2 separate regions of the Larimichthys crocea genome follow, and region 2 is linked to region 1. The links are chromatin contacts, called in public Hi-C maps. All regions are on one chromosome and are shown on one strand. The core of a region is the stretch at or near the end of the contact, and the rest is flanking DNA. Distances in the headings are between cores, read along the strand shown.

The links. A called contact is a pair of places that touch in the nucleus more often than the background predicts.
Region 2: a contact with region 1 is called in a Hi-C map of muscle, with 4 times the contacts expected there. The contact joins the promoter of abcb6a here to the promoter of LOC104926637 in region 1. A contact is called at or near these places in 4 of 7 Hi-C or Micro-C datasets (all in muscle).

The regions. Positions count from the first base shown.
Region 1 is chrXIX:5,939,701-5,944,095 of L_crocea_2.0, forward strand. LOC104926637 (zona pellucida sperm-binding protein 3) reads right to left here and starts at 1,979. Exons shown (of 11, transcript XM_010740541.3): 1 at 1,455-1,979; 2 at 1,277-1,379; 3 at 714-832; 4 at 509-627. The coding sequence starts at 1,856.
Region 2 is chrXIX:6,221,313-6,225,707 of L_crocea_2.0, forward strand. It overlaps abcb6a (ATP binding cassette subfamily B member 6 (LAN blood group) a), which reads left to right and starts at 2,448. Exons shown (of 20, transcript XM_010750226.3): 1 at 2,448-2,728; 2 at 3,126-3,649. The coding sequence starts at 3,134.

The DNA.
Region 1 (4,395 bases), core at 729-3,228:
TCCTACTGCGTCTCGTCTTATTGCGTCTCGTCTCTTCCTATTGCGTCTCTTCCTATTGCGTCTCGTCTCTTTCTATTGCGTCTCGTCTCGTCTTATTGCGTCTCGTCTTATTGCGTCTCGTCTCTTCCTATTGCGTCTCGTCTTATTGCGTCTCGTCTCTCTCCTATTGCGTCTCGTCTCTCTCCCTATTGCGTCTCGTCTCTCCCTATTGCGTCTCGTCTTTTTCTATGCGTCTCTTCTCCTACGCTGACTGAAAACTCACTAAAGAAAAGCCTTATGTCTGCAGGCAGCCTGCAACCACATGGCAAAACATTTTAGAAGTAATGTTGCTATAAAACTAAGAAAAACATGAAGATGTTGGTTCATAATGTGGCTTCTTAGTACCTTTTATGGCTGTTTGTTTTTGGAGGAAACCAAATTCAGTACTTTGAAAAGCTGCAGATAAGCTGAATAATCTCCACTAACAGCGGGGCTAGAATTGGACTTGGCAGGCTGAGGGGGGCTTTACCTTCGATAGTGGCATTCAATTACCACCTCAGCAGGGTTGGTCTTTAAAATGACGGTGTTGCCAATGGGCGTTGGGGAGTACATCAGAGAAAAGGAGTAGATGAGGGCTTCTTCGGTCATCTGAAGAAAAACACCAAGCAGTCAGGGCGATTTTCAAAAAAAACACACAAGATGGAAGAAGAAGGAAGTCAGAAAGCCACACACACCGTCATTGTGCTGCCACAGCCCTGTAACTCCGTCTGGAAGTGCAGGATGTGGTCAGCGGTGTGGAGTGCGGCGCAGCCTCCTAAGGTCAGATCACTTGGACGGATCAACTGACCGTTCCCTAAGAACAAAAGAGGAAAAGGCTGCAGCTTAAATAAGGACCATTACCCGAGGCCATTTCTTTTCCTTGTCTAGTCAATAACACTCACAGCAAGTGGAGGTTCAGCCACAGGACAAATAAAAAGGTTTCTTAATGCATCGCTGTGAAGTCAGCATTTGAGCACCGAACCGGGCCATGCACAATTCTCCTTCTTCAGAGTGAAGAAATAAGAGGAAACATAATATTGATCGCCGAGTCCATAGTCTCTGCCATTTGCAGTAATCAGCACTGAGTGTCCCATCTTCACCGTTCCATTCAATTTTCCAATTTGGGTCTCTAACCTGACCCTTTTTGTTTTCGGACATCAGAGCAGAAAGCATGTTAAGTGGGACCAAAATGGACAATCTTCCCCCGCAACACCACCAACAGTGGATCAATTCAAAACAAGTAACCATCAGCCATTACCCAAGAAGTTCTGCTGGACCTCTACGGTGACCTTTCCTTCACCGCAATGCGCTGCCACGCTCCCGGCCGTCACAGGCACCCACTGCTCAAACTTCACCTGCACCTACAATCATCCAGATTTAATTAGACTGAAGATCAACAAAGCTGTGTGGAAGTCAAAAAAACAAAAGAAAAGTACCTTTGATTCCCGCTTGATAGGTGGGTTCAGATCTGGGCCTGGTACTAACAACTGCTGAGGTGGAACTGCTGAAGTCTCCATCGGCTCCAGCTGCTCTGATCCATGTAGGTTTTGAGGAGTTTGCAACTGCTCCATAAGAGCCCGGAGCGGATTTTGTTCGCTGACAGCCGGATCCCTGAGCTGGTAGATCTTGAGCCGGTAGGTGACAGGAGATCTGGGGTGATTACTGTACTCAGTGCTGTTTGGATGATGATCTCTTGTCTGTGGCAATCTTGTTGTTATTGGGATTTGCTTCCAAGTCTCATTCTCGCTAAAGTTACCCAAGTTTTGTGTGTCAGCACGGAGATTTCCACTTGAGAGGAGCAGCACAAACCCTAACAAAAGCACCTCTCTGAACCCCATCACAACGTATCACACAAAAACCTGAGTTTTTGGTGTTTTCAGAGAGTACTGCTGCTTTTGGCTTTCAACCAGAACTAAGTTATGGGAACTTGGCTCAGGCCCCACCTTCTCCTAATGACTTGATTGGATTCCAGCCTGGAGGATTCAAGCTTTGAAGCTTTCCTTTCCTCTCTTTCTTTTCACTAAATAGAGCTGAAGATTGGATGATAGCTGCTTGGCTGTGCAGGTGAAATTTACAAGCTGTTTAGTGAGCTTCAACACTGCCTTTATGCCAAAAAGAAAAGAAAAAAAGTAATCGTTCAATTTAAATAATTGTGTGTAGGTTTCACGGCAGAGTTAAGATATTGGGAATTCTTTAAATGCTTTAAAGCCGCCTGCCAAATCTCCACTTGTCATGATGCTAATGAACAAAGACTTTTATAAACAGAAACAAGCCTGACCATAACAGTGAGTGGCTTTCACTGCCCCCATGAGGCAAATCAATCAACGCTTTCAGGGAGTTGGGTTTTGGTCTTGAATGTCAAGGCGACGGCGGTCAGTAGTCTGCAGAGTTCAGCAGAGTCTCCCATAAAAAAACTGCGATTTATGATCATCCTCACAAATGTCACCGCCGACAAATGTATGTGTGTGTGTGTGCGTGACATGTGACAGGAAGCAGGGTAGGGTGGGAGGGGGGCGTGTTCTTGAACCTGAGCCAGCAGCGTGTCAATCAGACGGAGCTGTTATAAATCTTGCACAGGTGAGACATTCAGTCGTGGCAGCGGCCTGTTTAACCTCTTAAACGCCACAAAATTCCACTTAAAGCCCAAGACGTAAAAGTGGAACGGGAACGTTAAAACATATGTTCTGCGGACATGTTGGACCTCAGTGCTCACTGTGTTTTAAGGACGTTACAGGAATAACCATGCCCAATATGGGTGACATATTTATGATAGAAGTCACTAAAAACAAACTCAGATGTGAGATCGGAGTCAACAAATGTATTGCCTTGCATTGGAAAGATGTACAACCACCCACACTTACTGTATAACCTGCATTTAGGTGAAATAGCCAATATTTTAAGAATAAAGCTTATGTATTTTACCCCATTTGTCAACAATTCCCATGAAAAGACTTCAGGATCGGAGTGCACCAGTAGCTCATCACGAGAGTTTGAGTCTGTTTGCTGCACGTCATCCTTTCTTTCCTGTAAGTAAAAATGCAAAAAAGGAAAAGAAAATAAAAGCCCAGATCTAGATAGATTTTAATAAATATTTGCATTTAAAACAGAGCTGCATAAAGGAAAAGAGCTACCAGCATGCAACGACCAACTTTCCTACCTAACTCTAATACAATCATGGTGACTTTTTTTCCTTTTAGGATCAGTTTACATTTAATTAATCGTATTACCATTTATGATCCGTTGTTGTTGGTACACATACTGTAAATATACCCCCTTCTCATCATCGGCAGCCACAATTCTGGAGCTTTTTTCCGGTAAGAACACATGGATCAAGCCCGTAATGAGATTTCACTTAAAGAAACTCCTGTTCTAAAGGCAAAATGAGTTTAAATCACTTCCCCCTTGATACAGACGTACTAATCCAGGCTGACCTACAGGAATACATTATAGCTCTTCCTCTCTGTCAGGATCTCCCTGCAGACTCCCCAACAGAGGGGGCTGCTATTGTCAGGAACTGGCTTTTATCTTCTGCTGATCAGTGGCAAAACAAAGAGAGGAGCTGTGTGTGTGTGTGTGTTAGTTCAGGGGGTTGGAGTGAAATCAGTCCACCCCTGCCAGTCAAGCCCCCACTGCTGCCTATCTCTAACTTGGTTAGCTGTCTCTAATTTGGCCCCCGGAGGGCCCTAATGTGACCCCCTCGGGTACTTCTGAAAGGGGGCCTGGCAGCTACACACACACACAATGCCACCACACCCATCAGCTTCTGTTTCCAATAATCCTGCTGCATTTTGAGACTCTTGGGCTTGGATGATGCAGGTAAATAGGACAGACCTCTGTTTAGACAATAAACAAACACACACACACATCCATCCAGCAGATGGAAAATCGTCAACCAGGATGGCTCACCGACGACGCAGATGCTCGGTGACAGTAACACACACACACACTCACACGCTCGTCACGTTTTCGCTGACAGCACAAAGTCATAGAAACAGCTCGATTTGGCCCCGCGCTGCACTGCGCCATACGGATAACGGTTATGGAGGCTCATTAAAAGCATGTAGTGGGAGATGGATTAGTTATAGCCTGCTGTTGTGGTGGGCGAGCAGCGGATTTCTATTGCGTTCTGTCAGCGAATAGATTTGCGTGGGACAGGCAGGATATTTCTGAGGGGAGGGTTTTTTTGCCTTCCAACATGTGTGTTGGCGTGTGTTTTCAGGCGCTTGGCGTTCGGTTACGGGTGCCGCTGCTTTAAAAGTGTCCTAAAGGGAGCAAATGTGTGGTTCTGTCAAGAGGAGAGGGGAGAGATGAAATATGGGAGCAAAGAGGGAGCAAGAGAATAAATGTGAGTGTGAGAAAAGAGAGAGCGAGTCACGG
Region 2 (4,395 bases), core at 1,198-3,697, 280 kb after region 1:
TAAATCAAGGGATTAGATTGGCATACACATCCGTTTTTATCCCTGCCCGCTACCATCCGTGTGTCAGGCAGCCTCGAGCGAACAAAGAAGCACAAACGAGAATGAAAGAAAAGGTGGGATTGAATACAAGAAAAGACCCACCTAAAGGACTTATAAGGCTCCAGCTGAGTCTGTACGCCGAGGTAGGGACGCCTACAAAAGGGGAGAGAGATGAGGGTTGTGATGGGCAGGCCATCACATCCACCGGGAGACAAAAGAGCTGGGGTGACAAGCAGCCGATGGACAGAAGGTCCATTTCCACTCACACAAAAGAGCCGGGGAGATGAAGCAGATTAGCAGCTCTTTATGCCCATTGTGAAGGCTCTAAATGATAAGATTTAGCCCCCTTTCCCATCCCAGCTTCTGTCCTGTGTGAGTGTGCGTGTGTGTGTGCTCACACAAGACATCACAAGCTCTTTCGCTTCTTTTTTTGTTTGTTTCTCATGCAGGATACGCTTCCCATTTTTCTTCTTTCACATGCAGGTACATACACACGAGGAGTCTTTCTATTCATCCTCATAGGAAGGAGAGATGCGACAGCTGGCTTTTGACTCACTTCCTGTCTTTGTACTGAAGCCCTGAATTTACAGTGTTGATGGGAAAGCCCTTAGCTTAAGCCCTCCCTCATCACTGGAAGACGATGTTCTTTTTATGTTAATTTGACTTGAAAATTATTCTTTTCAGAGGAGGAGGCACACTTGGGTTATGTTGCTATTAATCACTCATTCACTGGCGTTAATATGGTAAGATTAGAATCCGTTAGCAATTAATATCATGACATTATATCACAGTGTCATTATGTTCCATCTGAAGGACTATTTTTCCTCACCTACCTCCTGTGTATGTGTATGTGTATGGTTGTGGCAGTTTTAATAACTACTGTGCTCACATGGTTTTGCTGTGTGCTTTGCTTTTACATGATTATTATATCTTAGTATTTAGTGCCATCTACTGATCATCTTGTAACATTGCAAGCTCTATTTTTTCACAATTTCATTCAAGACAAGCTGTTGTAGATGACAGAAATTAGATTTTATTTTAATAATGTTAGCACTATAAAACGTTACTGGACCTTGTGGTTTCATTGAACTGTTACTTGACTCAAATTTGCTCAAGCACTGCACTCACAGTTTTGAGATACTTGTCATTTGCTATTTTATGTTACTTTAAACTGTTCATATCTTTTATATTTGCTATATTTTTTTATATTTCTTTACACTTGTATATATGTGAAATTTAATGTGTATTGCCTCGTTTTGCACTGGGGATATGAGGGAAACTACTTCAACAACATTGAAATGCCACTATCATGTTAATGCATCGGTAAATATATTCAAATAACATATATAATATATAATAATATTTTATTTAATGACTATAAAGCTGTGAACAAAGAAAGTAAAGGTAGTCTTACTTTTGAGCCCTGTACATTTTGCTTGTAATAACTTGCTAATTAGACCTAAATAAAATCCCACGATACTAAAAAGATGTTTTCCAGACAGGTAAATAAGAAAAAAAAATTAACTTTTGAGACCTGTCTCAGTGTCAGCAGCACAGGCTCTCGCGAGATTTGGCGGCACAGCTCTACTAGTGCTTAATTATCAGTGAGGTTTCCACCAAAGATGATTTATCAAGAACTTAAACACATTTCTGTTATTGAGCGTCTCTGGTTATTCCCGCTGTCGCCCTCTGGGGGGCGCTGACTCCCAGACCATGCGGTCTTGTGGTGGTGGGAAGTTCAGCTCTTTTCAATGATTCGACTTTTTCGGCTTCATTCAAAAGAGCCGACTCTCAAATGGCTCTTCTGGCCTTCTATATTAGCCTAATTGATCAATTATGAATGGTTATTTTTCATTTAGAATTTAAAATGCTTATTGTTTTTCTTTTTTGTATTTTCTTTTTGTCTATGCAGGTTTCGTTGTTGACCCTTTTACAAACTCTGCACTCACTTGCAGTCTAAAATATCATTGAAATGCAGCCAGATGCTTCTTCTGTTTCAGTTTTCACTCATGTCTTCACTTTTTCTTCACGTCTCTCTCGTCAAAATAAAGTCCCGTCCGCCCGTCTGCATGAATTCAGGACCGACGGGAGTCGGCTCTTGTCATTCGCTACAAAGACTCGGCTCTTAGATCCGGCTCGTCCGCCAACGACACATCACTAATAGTGATGGGAATTTCGGCTCTTTTTGGTGAGCCGGTTCTTTTGGCTCCCAAACGGCTCCTCACATTTTATTATTAATTGGTTTAATTAATAATTATTGCACGTTATTATTATTTTATATTTTTAAATGTTATTATATTTTATTTTACTTGACATTGTAAAGCACTTTGGTCAGTGGAGGAGCCGGCTCCCGTCTTTCACTTAAAAGAGCCGGCTCTTTGAACCGGATCGTTCGCGAACGACACATCACTACTCACTAATGCAGTCAACCCGTCGATTGCCGAGTCATGGATAGGCTTGTTTTCTGAATGGTCTCCTCTAACACGCACGGAGCAAGGACAACAGCATGAGTGCACGCAGACAGTGCTGTGTCACGTTATGTTGTTGTAACTATTTAGGTTAACGTTATGTGTTAGACGACTCAAGCTAAAACAGCTCAGTGTTGTTGTTGTTGTTGTTGTTGTTGTTGTGGAGCTGCTAGCTTCTCTGGAGTAACCTCTGTCACTGACCGGGCAAAAAAACAACAAAGGTAATGTAACACTGTATTATTGAACACTGAAATACAAGTTAACAGTGTTAAATTCCGCTTTTCTTACTGTTTTCTGTTAGGTGACTTATGTTGGAGTGTGTATACTAACAGTTTATGCTTTATACTGTGTCTCAAACATTCACTGTGCATGTGAGTTATTTATTCTCACTGTTTAGATCCAGTTTTTACAGTCTATACACCTCCATGCACATGAAGCAACCTGCTGCATAAACCTTGTTTATTTCAGCATCACCGTCTGCAAGCAGGTGCAGTAAAGATGTCACTGAAGTTCACAGCCTAATATAGCAGAGCAAAGCTTTGTGCAGAGACTCCACACTCTTGCATCTATTGTTGTGCTGTGTTTCTAATGATTTTCTGCCCTCCTCTCTCCTTATAGCTGCAGCCATGCTGTTCATGCACAGCTACTGCGAAGCCAACTCCTCCATCTCCCACACCTGGGTGGATGAAGGCATTGCCCCCTGCTTCTACTTCACACTCGTCCCCGCCGTCCTCCTCACCGTCGCCTTCTTCCTCGGCACCCTCCACTGCATGTTCTACAAGAAATACGGCACGGCGATGGAGCCCAAGTTCATCCCGCGCTCGTGCCTCTACGGCTTCCAGCTGGTCGTCTCCGTCCTTCTCCTGGTCCAGTTTCTTGGTGGGATGGCGTGGCGAGCTGCTGGTGGAGGGGAGCTCCCGGGCTATGTGGTGTTGTACGGCCTCTTCTCTGCACTGGCCTGGGTGTGGGCTATAGCCCTGCTCAGGGTGGAGAGGCGTCGGGTCCTGGTGATGGACCGGACGAGGGGCCACAGCGCGGCACTGCTGCTGTTCTGGGCCCTGGCTTTCTCAGCTGAGAACTTGGCCTTCATCTCCTGGTATAGCCCTCACTGGTGGTGGGGCTTGGAGAACGGTCATCAACAGGTGAGGGAAGATTGAATATCATATATCAATATCATATTGTTTTGTCTCTCTTTTTGGGCAGTTTTCAGGCTGGGCTCGGCCTTTATACTGCATTGTTTCTCTGTTATTTTGAGCTCGAGTTACACCGTTTTTCTTCATTCCTATCTACCGAGGACTGAAGTTTATTTCTCTGATGTTTATCCAAGAACGTGCTGATAGCAAGTTCCCTTAATATGCAGATCATTCCTAACAATGTTTTATAACAGTGATGTGTGCTATAAATATAAAAGTCTAATGGCCAAAGGTTATTTGTTAAAGACGGGTGTGTCTTTGTGTGTGTGTGTGTTCAGCCTGGCTTCTTAGTGAGCTCAAGACTTTTTCTTTTTTTTTTTGCTGAGTCATTGCCGGTCTGACGTTCAGATCCTCACTGGTAACCAATCAAAAGAGACATAATCTCGCCCCTCCTACACTGACTCACTTGCAGTAGCTCAACTCTCTGATTATGGAAATGCAAGCATGACTTGTGAGTTTTTAAGGTGTTGTCATTTGATCCGTCCTTAATTTAAGGAAGTTGTTTCGTAATTTGCAGTGACACATTTTCAGTCTAAAGCAGCTAAACATCGAGCAAACAAACCGAGCTCACAGCAGCTGCAGTTGGCAGCAGTTTACTGTTGAGGCAGAGCAGCTGGAGGACATCAGAGGGAAACCACAAGATACTTTCTCAATAAAATATACTGTATATTGTTATAAATATTACATAGTAGTTA